Regions from separate parts of the Mus musculus genome. Here region 1 is linked to region 2. The links are chromatin contacts, called in public Hi-C maps. All regions are on one chromosome and are shown on one strand. Each heading gives the region's core, a stretch centred on a gene start, on an enhancer-like site or on the middle of the called end of the contact. The rest is flanking DNA. Distances are from core to core; before and after follow the strand shown.

What was found. Hi-C and Micro-C count contacts between places; a contact is called where the count stands out from the background.
Region 1: a Hi-C map of cerebellum shows a contact between it and region 2, with 3 times the contacts expected there. The contact joins two enhancer-like sites.

What each region holds. Positions count from the first base shown.
Region 1 is chr12:90,084,690-90,087,438 of GRCm38.p6, reverse strand. The region is part of intron 15 of Nrxn3 (neurexin III); the gene reads right to left. Among named protein-coding and RNA genes, the nearest start is that of Gm40538, 320 kb to the left of the region's middle. Within about 2 kb of position 1,323, at least 4 of the 459 cell types and tissues checked have an H3K27ac peak or open chromatin away from gene starts, as enhancers often do. A contact at or near this core is called in cerebellum, where this site is marked.
Region 2 is chr12:89,816,912-89,819,690 of GRCm38.p6, reverse strand. The region is part of intron 14 of Nrxn3 (neurexin III); the gene reads right to left. Among named protein-coding and RNA genes, the nearest start is that of Gm40538, 590 kb to the left of the region's middle. Within about 2 kb of position 1,375, at least 7 of the 459 cell types and tissues checked have an H3K27ac peak or open chromatin away from gene starts, as enhancers often do. A contact at or near this core is called in cerebellum, where this site is marked.

The DNA.
Region 1 (2,749 bases), core at 74-2,573, 270 kb before region 2:
ACATGAATGCATGTACAACACACACACACACACACACACACACACACACGCACACACACACTATATATATACATATATATATATATATATATATATATATATACATATATATATATATATATATATACATACACACACACACACATATATATATACATATATATATATATATATATGTAGTCTTAAATCTGAAAACAGAGAAAAACAACACAAGATCTCAATACTTGCAGATATCAACAAATTATAATAAAATACATAAATATACCCACAAATATACAAAGTCAAATTTCACTAGTTCTCTTTATCTATAGGTCTACTTTTCAGGACCCCCCTCTCCTGCCCCTGCAAGGGCATAGCTGAAACCTCAGGCACTAACAAGCCCTGTGTAAGCTACATGTTTTCCCTACATGCCTGGAAGCATTACCATAGAGCACTAGATTTAAACTTTTCGTGTTCCACTCCTTGACACCATCACTCCTCTTGGGCTTTAGGATCATGATTGAATAAACATGAACCAAATGCTTACATTGTGATATCACACCAGTTGATCTGACAGACTAAGACGAATACTCCAGGGTAGTATATCTACTACAGAAGTTGGGGACAGAAGGCAAAGGAACCATTTACATTCAGATGGAATGGACAGGGCAGGTGGCATGAAATGTCACACAACTCATAGCGTGGACAGTTCAAACCAAGGCATTGCTTACTTCTGAAAGATTAAATTTACTATTTTTAGACCATAGTTGACTGTAAGTAGCTGAAACCATAGAAAGAAATGTGTAGAACAGGGTATGCAACTGTATCAACAAAGTGTGATGGAGTCCATTGAGTTACAAGTATGCGTTTCTAAGGGTCTGAGATAGCAACTTAAGAGAAGGGATGTCTTCCGTGGTTCTGAATGAGAGCAAGGGAAGAAAGGGGTAAACCAAATACTTCATATTTATCAATACCAAAAGACTGAAGAAAAAGCAATAGAATTCATTTTAAAAATTAAATACATTTTATTAGTTATACTAGCGAAGACCAGTAGACACGAGTATGCAAGATTTTACTATGACAGAGGACACAGCAAAAGTCAATGGCTTATTGTCTTAGCGAAAATTTATATAACGTTGATGGCAGACCATCCCTACGGCTAGATATAAGGAATGTCTGTGGCTACTGAACAGTTGAAAGTGTTTAAAATGCTATAATGTTTGTAAACATGTTGGTGGTCACATAAGAGACAATATGGAATATGTCCACACCCTGGGAGCCTGGGGAAGCAGTAGAGAAAAGCTATAGTGGAGCATAACAGCAGGACAGAAGGATTCTACAGTGAGTCAGAATCATATCCTGAGAGACCAGCTAAACAAAGCACACACAGGTAGGACATCACAGTGGGGCCAGAAGGCTGCCATCTGTCCAGTGTCAAAATGAGAACAGACCTCTCTATTTTTTCCTGAGTTGGAAAAGTGTGTGTGTGTGTGTGTGTGTGTGTGTGTGTGTGTGTGTGTGTGTGTGTGAGAGAGAGAGAGAGAGAGAGAGAGAGAGAGAGAGCCTTGCATTTACATGAGTTTCCCAGTAAGTATGCTTGCATGCAAACATGTAAAATCCATAGGAGGACATCTGGTATCTTCCCTTATTGCCCTTTACATTATTCCCTTGAGAAAAAACTCTCTCATTAGACAAGAAACTTGCTGTTTTGTCTAAGATGGGTGACTAGCAACCATCTCCCCCCACCCCACCCCCAGAATCTGTTTATCTCTGCACTCCAAAGCTGGGATTATGGACATTTGTAGCCACCCAATGCTTAGGTGGGAATTTGAAATAATCTACTGAGCCATCTTCCTAATCCCAAGATTTTCTCCTTTGAGAAACTTGTAATATGACATTTTTGACCTAAATAATGAGTGTCCTCCACCAGTCCCATGGAGAGGAAGCTGCTGTGCATCCTGCCTGTTAATTCCTATACAGTTCTGACATCTGTCTTTTCGTGTGTGCATAAGAAAGTAAATAAATGAAGAAGAGAAACTATCCAGAAGGGCTTTGACCTTATTCCATTTTCCATAAATAAATATATATTTACACACTTCCAGCAGACACTGGTGGAAGAGAACCTGTGTTGAATAATGTCCTAGAAGCCTTTGGGAAAATGCATTTTTAATTTGTTTCTGCTTCTCTTCTTACCTAGATGAAATAAGTGGATAATGCCAGAGAGACAGGCAGCATCCCAACGGCCTCACAGAGAAGCAATTACATATTCTTTTGCTCTCCCCTTGAAATCAGCAAAGATAAGAATACTATGTTGGCAGCACCTGCTGTTGTTGGTTTCTGGTCTTTTCTGTCTTTCTTTCTCCCTAGAATGAAAGCCAAGGAAGTTTCTAAAAAAAATAAAATAAAAATCACCTAACTTGGCCAACTGATCAGTTTTATAGCAGACTCTTGCAACAACAGACTATCCAGTTTGAATCACATCTTCCCAGTTGGATTATAAATGCATGATTGACTGAAAGTGCATATGAAACATGGGAACATGCTTCCCAGTTCCTGCAGGAAATAAGAGTTATAAGCCTTAGATATAAACACAGAAACACTTAGGCAATCATTTCGCTGGGGAGAGTACAGCTGGAAATTGAGGACTAAAAGCCATTCTTGTCTTGGAATAGGAGAGTAGAGCCTTGAGGGAGCCATTCTGATATGGACAGAAAAGGAGACCAGAACTCAGCAAAGTTGGTACCCACAGGAAGCAAGCACTTCATTCCTT
Region 2 (2,779 bases), core at 126-2,625:
CTCCTAATGCATATCAAACATAGGAATGTTTGGCCTCAGAATCTTCTCAGAGCCTTCATCACTTTTATTATCCAAGATCTCTGAGCTTCTGCATGTCTTGTTACAATTTGTTAACTATGGTTAGAACTTATCCAATATGGATCTCTGCCTAAAGGGATAGCTGTAGGTCACATCCCAGTTTGATTTCTGTATGCTTATGGAGGTGTTCTCATCTACATTTTCCCCAAAATTAGTGCACAAATGAAGTAGTTCTTCAGAGGCCAACAGTGTTGCCATAGCGAAATAAGGAGAAAGCAGGAATACAGCATCTTCAACCTGCCTGTGGGTGGGCAAGCAAACCTAGGTCCATGAGAGAAGGTGGCCCTGACATTATTGTATTTCTTATAAAATGTGCCACCCATGTGAGTCATGTGGACCACGTATATAATTTAATCTTCTGGGAAATTTTGTGCATAAAGCAGACAAGTCATACTATCAACTATTGAGGTTTAAAGATACATGCCTCTCAGCCAGGCAAAAAAAGAAACAAAGGCTGATTCACAATACATTCAACTCTAAATTTTGTCCTTGATTTACCTCACCCATTCCTAATGTCCCAGCATCCATTTGAACTCCATTACCAGTCAACATTGAGACCTTTATTAACACATGCTTTCATGGCTCATTTTAAAAAGAAGTATCTGAAGTGGGGGAACCTAGAAGGAGAGAAGGAAGGGAGAGGAGAGAAGGGAGGAAGAGGAGGAGGAATAGGGGAGGAAGGAAGGATAGAGGAAGGGAAGAAAATTATTTTCCAAAAGAATTGAACACCTTGCTTCCAATTTATAGCAACTTTACAATGAACAATATGTTGTCTTAGTCATTTCACTAGAGCCTCTTGACTGATAAAGTAGACAGGATATATATAACATTTATATCTAGAAATAAGTTTCATATAAAATCCAACTGGAAAATCATTAAAAATGATACTTTTTAAAGTATTTTTTGCTGCCAAAATATGTAGTATTTGTATGTAGTTAATCTGTTTTCCTCAATTAAAGGTGAAAAGTGAAGCACTAGCAGTGTGTGTGTGTGTGTGTGTGTGTGTGTGTGTGTGTGTGTGTGTGTTTGTGTGTGTTGGGAGGGTGGCAAGAAATTAGCCATAGGTCTTAAAGAAGTCAGTGAGGAGAGGTCTGAGGATATAGCTTGGAAGGGCAACAGGTCTGGCTGAGAAAGCCTTGGAATGTTCACATTAGACTATGCACAGAGCCTGTGTCTGCAGTCAGACAGAGTTAGTCCTATGCACATCAGTGTCTGGACTCAGGCCCAGAAGCTCAGCCAAGAAGGCAAACAGAAGTTGAGTAAACCTGCTGTCTTTGTTTTCGCCATTTATGTAAATAGGACTTTTCTTTTCGAGGCACCATCCTAGGATTTGGTAAATTGCTGTCAGTGTCACCTAGGGTTTACTTGTCTACTCTGAACTCACTGAACACACAGTACAGGTAGAGTGATGACTAGTCCCCACCCTGGAGATGTCAAAATTACACTGTGTCCACAAAATGGGTATATGGAAGCTCCACTCAACAGGAACTCAGAATGCTGCCATTTGGAGTTAGAGCCTGTAAAGAGATGACAAAAATACAACAAAGTTGTTGGGTGGACCTAATGTAGCTGAATGGGTCTTTAGAGAAGGAGGTTGAGGGGAAGCAATTCTGCCTGTGATGGTGCACACAGAGAAAAGACAAGATGGCAACTCAGTAGGGAAATGACCATATGTAAACCAGAGACAGCTCCCCAGAGACTAAGCCTGCTTCCATTCTGATCTTCAACCCTTAGCCTTCAGAGCTGAGCTAGAAGGAAACAAATATGGAAGGGAAGCTCATGGGTTACCTTCAGAGATGTGTGTCTCTCCAAGGCTATCCAGGGTCCCAGAGATATCTGAAATCCTGATAAATCAGCTCTAAACTACAGAATAGAATGTGGTACCTCTGAAATTTTGATATCGAGGAGTAAAGTCTCACTGCTGGATTCTATGAACTAGTAGTTAGAAACAGTCTTTTCCTCTCAGCCCTGAAGGCAATTGTTAAGCATTTCTCATCTCTTCTGCCTGTAACAGTGCAGCCCCCCTCCCCCACCTCTACCCTATCTGGTGGTGGCGGCAATAACATTAGCAGTCCTGAAAAGATTTATCCTCTGATATTATAATCTTCCCCTACCATCTTTCAAGAGCAGGCAAATCTCCAAGCCCACCACTTACCAGCAAGCACATTTTACAGACAGAAAACAATGCATGCCGAGGATAGAGGAGAAACCAATTTAATTAATTCATCACCAAGGCCAACGACGTATAAATCTTATCGTTTTATCTGTCAACCAACACTCTGAATTATTCAGTGTTCCCGATCTCAAGAAGGAAGGCAGAGAGAAAGTGGTGAGAGAGCAGCTGCACAGCGCCATAATGTGCTCAGCAGAGGAGCCCAGAGTGAGCCTAATGCTGGGCAAACTTTAGAGGCTAGGCCCTGAAAGGATCTCGTGGCAGAGTGTCATTCAAGACTCCCTGGTTCCTCTGCCACCAGTGAGGCCACTACCACATCTGCTTAGGATGGTTTGGAAAAGAATATAAAACCTGTATGGAAATGAAAATTAATGGGATGAAAACCAGTACACTGTACCTATTTCTATGCTCTGCCCAGCTAAACCACCCAGCACTTTCACAGCTGCTATTTAAATTGTGGAAACCAAGCATAAGATGGAAAAAAAAAAAAACTCAAGGTGGAGGGGTATTTTGAGTCACGGGAGAATG